Linked DNA regions of Callithrix jacchus: region 2 is linked to region 1. Evidence: chromatin contacts called from public Hi-C data. All regions are on one chromosome and are shown on one strand. Each heading gives the region's core, a stretch centred on a gene start, on an enhancer-like site or on the middle of the called end of the contact. The rest is flanking DNA. Distances are from core to core; before and after follow the strand shown.

Evidence for each region. A called contact is a pair of places that touch in the nucleus more often than the background predicts.
Region 2: a contact with region 1 is called in a Hi-C map of skeletal muscle, with 6 times the contacts expected there. The contact joins two enhancer-like sites. A contact is called at or near these places in 3 of 3 Hi-C or Micro-C datasets (induced pluripotent stem cells and skeletal muscle).

Annotation. Positions count from the first base shown.
Region 1 is chr18:37,003,305-37,008,749 of calJac240_pri, reverse strand. All of the region lies in intron 2 of PBX1 (PBX homeobox 1), which reads left to right. Among named protein-coding and RNA genes, the nearest start is that of PBX1, 230 kb to the left of the region's middle. Within about 2 kb of position 3,594, at least 4 of the 16 cell types and tissues checked have an H3K27ac peak or open chromatin away from gene starts, as enhancers often do. A contact at or near this core is called in skeletal muscle, where this site is marked.
Region 2 is chr18:37,183,584-37,188,926 of calJac240_pri, reverse strand. The region is part of intron 2 of PBX1 (PBX homeobox 1); the gene reads left to right. Among named protein-coding and RNA genes, the nearest start is that of PBX1, 54 kb to the left of the region's middle. Within about 2 kb of position 3,701, at least 8 of the 16 cell types and tissues checked have an H3K27ac peak or open chromatin away from gene starts, as enhancers often do. A contact at or near this core is called in skeletal muscle, where this site is marked.

The DNA.
Region 1 (5,445 bases), core at 2,345-4,844:
AGACAACACAGAGGCACACACGGCCCGGGCAAGTCACTGAAATATTTCCTGTATGGGGTTTCTCTATATCTAGGTGGAGAAGCGTGATTGGGTGTCCCAGATCCCACCCAGAATCAAAACTTAAACATGCTCCCTCAAACTTTTGAGTACAAGTAGCATCTTTACCCTCTTCTGGTTATAATTTATTTATTTTTTAATGGAAATTTGAAAGCAGCCATTAAAGATAACTTCCAGGCCAGCTTGTCTGACACAAGGTGAGATTACTTCAGAGCGAAGTGGTTCCCAGAAGGGTCATCCAGCCTCAGAAAGACAGAGGCTTCCAGTGTGAGCTCTGCCAGGCCAGGAGGATGGTGTCGCCTCTGGCTGAGGGACACTAGGGTTGAAGACTGTGGCATCTCCTCTGAGTGAAGATTTCAGAAGCCGCAGGATCCTTAATAGATGTGGGCGAATAGCAAGAAAGGACTGAAGAAGGGAGAAAAGAAGAGAGAAAGAATTCTTCTATTGGCTGAGGATCTATGGATTTCTTAGCCTGTGATGGTATTGGTGTGGGCTTGCCTGGATGCATAGGACGGTAAGGTAGGGATGTGTGTGTGTCCTTGTGTCTGCATGCATGTGCATGCATGTTTGTGTGTAAGTCTACTCATGGCTTTTCCTGGTTTCTTCTGTGTCATTGATTCCTAACATGCAGAAAAAACAAACTCTTAACTCTAAGTCCATCTTGCTTTTTAATCCTTCCCAAAGGGATCTTTATCAATGAGTGATTCAGATTTAACCAAAAATCTAAAATCTGTCAGTCACCAAGCACTGCCATGTGCTTTTATAAAAATAACCTTACTTAATCCTTAGTAAGAATTCTGACGTGGGTGGAGTCACATAGTAGGAGTCTTGAGCCTGGCTTTGAACCTAGACACCCAAGGCCTGTTTAGTGCACATTCTTTTTGTGCCATGCTGTGGCGCTAATAGAAGAAAGCCCATGCCCATACATACACTTCTCTGGGTATTAAAATATGGCAGGAGAAGGAACTCTATCATGTATTAGCTCTTGCCAGAAAGCAGGCAATGTGCGAGGTGCCTCATTGAGACTCGGAGCTGCAGAACATTTTCACCTTAAGGCTAAAGAGTATTGAGAAATTTCTTCTGTTTTCTCTGTGGTTGCTTCCTTGAGGAAATACTATTGTAGAGAGAAGCTTTCATCTCCACGGAATGCACAGCAAGCTGCCAACCACTGGCTCCACATTTTTCATGCTTTTTATGTGTAACTAAGAAGGAAACTGTTCCTTGTATCATGGGTTACCGCAGGCAGTCCAGGTCTCACACATCTTCCCCTGGACCTGGCCCTGGTCCTGGCCTTCCGTCTCTCCAATGGCTTTCCCCCCTCCCTCGTACCTCTTGTGTGTGTCAGTCTGATGCCAAAGCTGGTGAAAGCCGTGCTCTCCTACCAACTTCTTAGCTCCTGTTTAGGCAAAGGGGTTTCCCGAGCAGCAGTCCAGACTTGAGCTATTAAGGACCAAAGCCCCTCGCCCAGGCAGCCGGCACCCATCCAGAAAGGCAGGGGCCTATCGCCCAGCACATTAGCTTTCTCCCTGCCAGCTGGCCCAGGGAGGCGCTGTGTGCCAAGTGGGGAACATGTGAATGGGATCCATGCCCATGCCTCCCCTGAGAAGTAGAAAATACTCGTGACCAGAACCGCCAAAACCTAGCCCAGGAAAAGAGATGACAAGAAAAGCTCGGTGTGTTTCTCTAAAGACAACCTCAAAACATAAACAAACAAACGAAAACCTAAAACTGTCTCAAGAGTGTCATATACTTTTGTTTTCATCTCTTGCCCTAAAACCTCACGTAAAGTTTTACACATAGTGGCTGTTGGCTAAATGTGAAACATGAGTGAATCTCAGCTCCTCACAGGACCACGTTTATATGGAAAGTCAGCACAGTGCCTGGCACTGTAGTAAATGCTCTATAAATATTCCTGGGACGAAATACTTGACCTCAAATTCTTGCCTTTGTTTGACTAAAGCCTTCAAATCCCTAAAGTTGGTCATATTTTGGTCTACCTGCTTAGCAAACTAAGAAAAACAGTTGGAATGGCTTTAAAAAAATTTTATCAAATCAAATCCCCTACTTTAAGAAACCCTGGGCCGGGCGCGGTGGCTCACGCCTGTAATCCCAGCATTTTGGGAGGCCGAGGCAGGTGGATCACGAGGTCAAGAGATTGAGACCATCCTGCTCAACATGATGAAACCCTGTCTCTACTAAAAATACAAAAAATTAGCTGGGCATGGTGGCACGTGCCTGTAATCCCAGTTACTCAGGAGGCTGAGGCAGGAGAATTGCCTGAACCCAGGAGGCGGAGGTTGCGGTGAGCCGAGATCGCGCCATTGCACTCCAGCCTGGGTAACAAGAGCGAAACTCCGTCTCAAAAAAAAAAAACCCTGGACCTAGATTAAGTCCCAACTCAGTGTCTTTGAGATTCTAGGGGCTGAGAGACAGCCTTGGGTGAACCAGGGTGGATTTCAACATTTGGAGATTTCTTTGTTTTTGTTGTTGTTAGAGACAGAGTCTTGCTCTGTTGCCAGGTGCCAGGCTAGAGTTCAGTGGCATGATCTCAGCTCACTACAATCTCTGCCTCCCGGGTTCAAGCAATTCTCCTACCTCAGCCTCCTGAGTAGCTGGGATTACAGGCGCACGCCACCACACCCAGCTAATTTCTTTATTTTTAGTAGAGATGGGGTTTCACCATGTTGGCCAGGATGGTCTTGATCTCTTGACCTCATGATCTGCCTGCTTTAGCCTCCCAAAGTGCTGGGATTACAGGCATGAGCCACCACGCCTGGCCATTTGGAGACTTCTTAAACTAGAACTTCTCATCGGAAAAGGCTGCTCCAGGCCCACTGCAGCATCCAGGATCTCCACGTGGGGCTGGAACGTGTCAACTCAGGTGGTAACTGCTTTCCCTGTGCTAATCAGAAGCGCTGACTGACAGCTATCAGTAATGCTGACTTGTAAAATTTAGAAAATAGAATCTCAGTCATTTCTATTTGTTTGATGAATATCTTGAAAAATCACCGTAAAAGAAAGATATTTAACATCAAACAGAGAGATTGAGACTTAGGAGTGAAGAACATCAGGATCTGCTGCCCTGAGCTTCAAAATACTAACAGAAGATTTGGGTCCCACCTTTGGTTGAGAAGAATCAAATGAAAGCGTAGTTATTTCTCAACTTGAGGCGGTTCCAGGCTGTGGCCATATTGTGCTTACAAGAAGTAAACAAATTCAGAGGACGAAGTGTGTGTGCGTCAGTTGGAGATCTTCAGTTGTCATCCGCCGACCCTGGCAATCTCATGTGTCCACAGGCCTCAAAGCAGTTGGTGGCCTGTGTCCGAGGGGCTGGAGGAGCATAAACCACAGGCTTCTTGAAGTCGGAGCCCATGTCTGGTTCATCTGAGGTCCCAGGATCTAGCTCGTCACTGTCACCTTGGAGGTACTCAAGCAGTAATTTGTCTGACTGCACTGAGCATTCCTCAGAGGGCCCATTTGTGAAGATCACCTCTATGTGGCCCCTTGGCTGCCAGGACCCATCAGCCCTCACAGGGGGCTTCTTCCCCAGGTACCAGTCACGAGCCAGGCTTCTCGCAGCACCCAGCACCTTTGTCACGGGTAATGTTGGCTTACGGGGAACATACCAGGCTGGGTCCAGGAAGCTCTGGCTTAATGCCAGCGTAGTTTTGCTTGTTTAGAATTGTCAGATTTGAAAAGGCAGATTTGACAGTTTTTTGAAGTGGATATGGAAGAGGTGGCAGAGAGAACAGCCTTCTATCCAACAGCATGCTGGCTCTGGTACAGCTTGTAACTGGAATGCAGGGCAAAAGAGATCACGCACATACACATGCCTGGCTGAGATCAGGAAGCTGAGGCAAAGATCCTTGGATCTCCCCAGCCTGCATCCTCCTTCCCTCCTTGATTCTTTATCAAGGTCAGCCAGAGAGAGCCTGCCTTCTGCACACACCTTCGGGAGGCTACCTGTGCCTTTCCTGAAACCACCTGCCTCTCTGCTGTCTTGTTCTTTATCTCTGTTTGTCTCTCTCAGCTCACCTTTGGGCCCGTGGACTGTTGCCCAAATCTGAAGACTACCCTCTCTGTAGCTCTGCCCTCCTCCCCACCCCACGCGCCCCTACCTGTGGAAGTTTGAATGTAAGCAGAGGCATTCCCCCAGCACTAACCTGGAGACCAGACTGTTCACCTGCCTGGAGGCTGTGCGGGGAACCACCTTTCAGGAGTTCACAGTCTTGCTGGCAAGATGGTAGGTGTGCCCTGGCGTGTCCTGAGATGCCCCATGGCGGTGGTGTCAGCAGTACGTGACCTGGTGACTCAGGCTTAGAGATCATTTTTGGCTGTTCTCATTAGGGCAGATTTCATGAAGAAGGATTTTGAGCTGAGATTTAAAGTAAGATAGGACTGTGGTGAGTGGATTTCTGTGGCCGAGAAAGAAGAGGGCATTCTATCACCCACACAGTGGCTCTAACCGTGATGGCGGAAAGAGATAACAGGAGAGGATTAGATTTAGAGAAATTAAAGGAAATTAGGAAATCAATAGAAAGAGCTTCCTTCTGTTATTCATATCTGATTGTTTTCTTCTTGTCCAAAGTATCGGTATGACTTGGGCATCAGAAGAGACTGTGTGCGCGTGCACGTGTGTGTGTGTGCGCGTGCGCATGCGTGTGCACGCGTGTGTGCGTGTGCGTGCGCATGCGTGTGTGTGTGCGCGCGCAAAGAAGAGCTATCACATCCATGTAGCTGCCTGTTGCAAAAAAGATTCAGAACTCCAATATTGCAGAGGACTAAAGTGTCTGAGAGTTAAAGAGCTAGAGTTGAGTCTCGGCTGTGTCTCATTTGCTTTGATTCTGGGGAAATGTGCTTTGCCTTTATAATCTTCAATTACCTGCTATGTAAGTTTGGAACATTACTTCATGTTTTATAGGGTGATGTAATTCAGTGTGTGCAAGTACTTTATGAACGAATAGAAGGTCTAACTCTGATGCTCTCGGGGGCAAGCGCCTTGCTCTGTTTCTAAACTGCATAGCTGACTTGGGAATGAGGTGGGGAAAGCTGGTCTGTCTTTTTTAACTCTTCTGGTAGGATGTGGTAAAGACTTAGCTCCTAGGCAATAGGACACTCTGTGTAGAGGTTTGTGCCTACGTATCAAACAAAGAGGTCAGCCAGAGAGAGCCTGCCTTCTGCACACACCTTCGGGAGGCTACCTGTGCCTTTCCTGAAACCACCTGCCTCTCTGCTGTCTTGTTCTTTATCTCTGTTTGTCTCTCTCAGCTCACCTTTGGGCCCGTGGACTGTTGCCCAAATCTGAAGACTACCCTCTCTGTAGCTCTGCCCTCCTCCCCACCCCACGCGCCCCTACCTGTGGAAGTTTGAATGTAAGCAGAGGCATTC
Region 2 (5,343 bases), core at 2,452-4,951, 180 kb before region 1:
GGCAAGGTGGTTAGTGGAGAGGGGTAAGAACAGGATTATCAGAGAGGCAAGAGAAAAGTCTGGAAGGAGTAGCATCTTAAAAGCCAGGGGAGTTCGAGAACTACAGGTTCATCCACATCATTAGATGCCATCGCCTTCCTCTGGCATGGCATCTATCTTAACATATATTATGTTAGCCTTGTCTATTTTCTATTGGGGTTTCCTATGTCTGTAAGCTCTGTGAAAGCAGGGATAAAATGTGTTTCATCTTGGTGCATAGGCCAGAAATGGCAAATAGGTTTCATTTCATGTTCCAAGTCTGAGTATTCTCAGCCGAGCCCAGAGTCTGCAGAGAAGAGTGCCTTCATCCATTAGTGATTTCTGATTAGTGATTTCAGGATCAGGGACTGGTGGCAACTTGCCTTGTATTTTTCATGTCTGCATTAGGCACTTATTCATTCATTATTCAACAGATATTTACTGAGTGCCCAGCATGTGCCAAGTACTGTGCCAGGTGCTCAGTAAATGTTTATCGAATAAATGTTGCATGGTTAAAGGCTCGCAATGTCCTTTAGAAGGAATGGGCAAGGACCCGAGTGGGGTGAGCCACCTCTGAGAGCCCAGCTGAGGCCATTCTCAGTGTTGTGTGCCTCAGTTCATCCTGTCCTCCATCTATGCAGAGTGCCTGGTTAACACAGGTCTCTGTTAACAGAGTGCCAGATGTTAATTATTTTAACAAAAATACTTTTCATTTTTATTAGTATTTAACATTAATGTGCACTTAAATCTCACTTGATCTTTGCATTAATCCAGCAAGAGAGACCATATGTTGTCATCTCTATTATAGACAGATGAGGTCATGGAGAGATTTATTACTAAAAAATTGAGTAAGAAAGCAAACATTGAGCCAGAATTGGAACTGAGGTCTGACTCCCACTTCTAGCTCTTGAGATTATGGCTCAGAAAAGGGCATCTCTAATCACAGAATGTGGCTGAGCTGTTTGGGCAACTAGCAGAGCTGGAATCCTTGTGATTCAGAGGGTTTCCCATGGAACGCAGTGGGCCACAGGCAGCATTTTGGGTGGTACAAGGTTGGTAGGAGGAAGAGAAGAAATGATTGGCTTCCAGAGGCTTCGTGGGCTCCCAGTTCATGATTCTTTCTCTGTAGCTAATTTTTGTTAAGAATAAGAATTCCAGGAATCTCTTAGGAATTGTGGAGACTGCTCTCTCCTGAAACATAAAACATCTGCTCTTGGTCTCTTTGGAGCTCCACTGTCTGAGGGGAAAGCAGGGAAAAAGAGTTGATATAAAACAGACATTGGTTCAGACAATAAATCCCCCTTTACTCATTAATGAGAAAATAAATTTAGGACCAGAGGTGTCAGACTTTTCAGGAGGCCTCTTTTTTTTTTTTTTTTTTTTTTTTTATAATTTGAAAAACTTCCCACACGACACTGATGTACAGGAAGCCTCTCTTAACATTGCCCTTTTTTTTTCTTTCCTGAGAGAGTGATAAGTTCAGAACAAGAGACTCAGTCCCTAGGGACACAGAATTGAAGGTGCCGGTTGGACACAGCTGCTCCCTGTAACCCATCCTGCTTGCACATTAGGCAAATGTTTTTGTACTGGTCCTTTCTTACTGAAATCCTAGGTAGGGTCACCAGAGGAGGTAGATGGCATGCCTAAGCAGTGTGTAGGCAAATTCCTCAAATTACCATTTTCCTGTGGCTACACCCTTCTTTCCCTTTCCTTTTAAATATCCTCCATCCGCTCAAATTCCAAATCTCTCCTCAGGCCCCTTGAGGCTTTCCCGTTCCACATTTCTCTGGGTCCTCTGAGATTCTCAGCCTCTTCCAGATTACTAGGGACTGCTGGGCAAATTGTGTGAGCCGCATGGATTTCATGAAATCACCTAAAGCCTTTCTGGTGCGCTTGGTAAGAGCCTTGGAAATGGGGACAGGGAAAGGAAGGCAGACTGCGTAGAGGCAGAGACTCTTCCTACCTGGCCTACGGTTGTAATTCCCAGCACCTAAGCCAGTACCTGTCACCTAGGCACTCCATCTTTCTTCAGTGAAATGCAATGAATAATTTAGTTGGGGGATATGGTAAAAGAAGGTGAGAGTTAGACAACTCGTGGGCATCTTCAACAGACAAGGGGCCCGTGACTGGCGTGTCTGAGCAAAAGGCTTCCTGATGTAGTAACAGAAATACTCACAGAAGCCCCAAGACTGGAACCGGTTACACCAGAGGGTCGGTGCACATTCGCAGTGGCCTCTGTGGAACGGCCCCACCTTCCATGCTTGCGCGTCTCCTTTTGTTCCATCAGGTTCAGCACTGAGACACTTGGTGGCTGCCACCTCCTTTGCCTCATCTGCCCCAAGTCCCTACTTGCCATCGGCCCAGTGCAGCATGCTCTGGTGCCAACAACAACCTCCCTGAGAAAGAAAGACTTGAGGGACTGGAATTGTGAGAGAAATGTAAGCTCTGAGCTGGAGGGTGATCCGTGGCCCCTCTGCTTCTCACCTTTGAAGCAGGGAAGGGGCTGGTTCCAGGGCTCTGTGGGAAAGCTGTTTTGAAGGATGGTGCCCTTGGGCCACGGGGCATCATTCTGCTTTAGCTGAGAGGGTCCTGTTGTGTTCCAAAGAGAATGCGGTGGGGTTAACATAAAAGCAGAGTTTGGCAATGAGGAACCCCGTATTCTATGGCCTGCTTTCTTAATTGTTAGTGAATGAAGCCAGGAAGGCATGGGGGGGTGGCTGGGGAGACCCTTTGTAAGAGGTTAAGGTCCTAGAGAGTGATGATAGGATTAGCAATAATTTGCTGGAAACAAACAAGCAGAATACCAGGAGAGCCACAAGCGATGGGGTTTCTGCACTGTGTCCCTGTGTTCTCTGGTTCATCAGGGACCTTAGGCCTGTCATCCCGGATGATCACAGGGCTGGCATCACCCTTGCTGTGATGGGCTGGCAGGCCCGTGTGCTTGGCCCTCCTGCCAAAAGTATCTATGCACATTCTGCCATGGATAGTAAGTACATTTGCATGCCCCCTCTCCTTCAAATCCAAGCTGGGGGATGGGGAAGAAGGAAAAGAGAAAATCAAATTAAATGTTTGACCAGCCCAGTGAATTCTGTCTCCAGTCAGGCTGCCTTGCATTTGTCTTGCTTTTTATTTTCTGGATTTCTCTCACCATAAATCCTTTTTCCTTTCCTTTTATCCATTAAAATGTTTTGACTGTCTGTGCCAGCGCTCTGTCCTTTGGCTAACTCTGTGTCTGTCCCAGCTCCGTGATCCTTCCCATGTTCTTTTGGTCACTTTCCTGTCCCCTGATCCGAACCCCGGCCTTTCACTTTGAAATATTTTTTTCCCTCTCCGATTTCAGCATTTCTTTCTCGCCTTAGAGTGGGGTGTTCACGTAACCCTTGTGGGGGTCTGTTTTTCTCTCTAGCTTTGGCCCGTGTTCACATTTCTCTGTTTCAGATACACTAATGATGCTCACGTATACATAATCACTGGGGCTCAGTTTCCCTTTCAGTTGTCTGTTCAGAGAAATGTCTTGCTTAGGAAAAAAAAAATGGTTCCCGGACTTTGCCATCCTATTCCTGCTTCTTTGCTTTGAGGCTTGAGAATAAAAATTACTTAACTCATCCACTCGGCTCGGAGAATAGAAAAGAGGGAGACACACCCCACGGGAAATGGGGACAAGCCGTTTTGGAGGGAGCCTGCCTGATTTTTGAGGACAGAGAGAGTAGGTAGGGAGTGAGGACCTGCTCTGTGCCTGGCCTCCCACTAACATTTCTCGCATCTCACTTTACCTCCAGCCAGAGGAGAGCTGACAGCCTACAACAATGGCCTCTTTTCTTCTCCGAGGGCCAGTGTTTTGATAGCGTCAGGTTACACCCCAGCCTCCCCCTGGCCCATTTATAAACCTGACACAGGCAACATGATGTAATGTTATTTTTCACGATCTCAATGAGGAAATTTTTTGCCCCAGGTCAGAAGAATGCTAGTTGATTTTCGCTGAAATGATCCATGGCACGGTATAATATATGGGCTCCTAGTTCAAGAAGGTGGAGGCGGGGCCAGGGTGCTGTATTGCACTGAAGTTGGTAGGGAGTAATAAAGCTTTTTCTGCTTGGACCTTCCACCTCTGGGTGCCTCAGCCAACCTATCATTGTTGAGAAGCACCCTTGTAGAAGGAGGCACGGGAGCTGCCCCTTTATATGCAGTTTTGCCTCCTTCCAGTGCCGTCATCTTGATTTCCAGTGCGTTTCCATTTAGCAGCTGCAGTGGTTGAGATGGGTCTAGAAAGTGACCACAGAAAGGACAGGGGGACAGGGGACTTCTGTGTGACTGGGTTTGTCTTCCACCCTAGCATTCTGCCACCTCTTGTAGCTCTGGATTCGATTCCCCTGCTCTGCTTGAGCAGTGCCGCTGGACTTGGCAGTGGGAATAGAAGGGGAAACTGGCTGTGGCTTCCTTTTGCTTCCTCCCTCTTTCTCCCTCCCTCAACCCACGATATCTGTACCTTAAAAATGTCAGAAAAGTCCCATTTTTTGTGTTTACATTTGTTTGTTTTGAATGAGAAGAGACAAAAGATTCTAGACTGGAAAGGTGCCTGGCCCTCAGCTGGAGCACTGCCCTAGGCAGAGGAAGAGATACAGAACGTGATGCGGCTCCCACTTCTGTACCCATCTTCCTAGTCCCTCTCTCCTTCTGGAGGGGACTGAGCTACTCTTGTCTCATGAGAGGTGGTAAAGCATCCCGGTAAGAGCACTGGAGATAGAGTCTGGCTTGGCTTTCCATCCTGTTATGAATTGGCAGATTAACCTTGGACAAGTGATTTAACTCTCTGCCTCAGTTCCTAAACTGTGAAGTATGAGGAAAAACAGACCTACCTCCCAGCGTTACTGGGCAGATGAAATGAGTTAATGTACACAAATTGTTTGCATCACTGTGTAGCATCAAGGGATCACTGTATGAGAATTTCCTTAAAATACCCTTCTAGAAATATTTTTACGAATTAGGAATATATTTTCCTAATTTTGAAACCACAATTAGTAGAAACGGTGAATATTGTTCTGCACCTTGCTTTTATTTATTTATGTATTTAGCTTGTTTCTTAGTAGTCTCAAGCCTGATGTTGTAATTTATGAACTATAGTGTTTTGTTACCATCCTCGTAAGCCGAGCCATCTGAAGTAATCACCTAGATATGCATACGGAAAACCTTGCTGGAATATCAGGGAAAGCATTTTATCCCAACCGCCTTGAACTTGTCACTCATCTCTGAGCAGGTCATGCCCTTTGCCGACTCAACCTTTGCCCCGTGTGTCCTCTGCCTTGAATTCATTCTCTCTTCTCCATG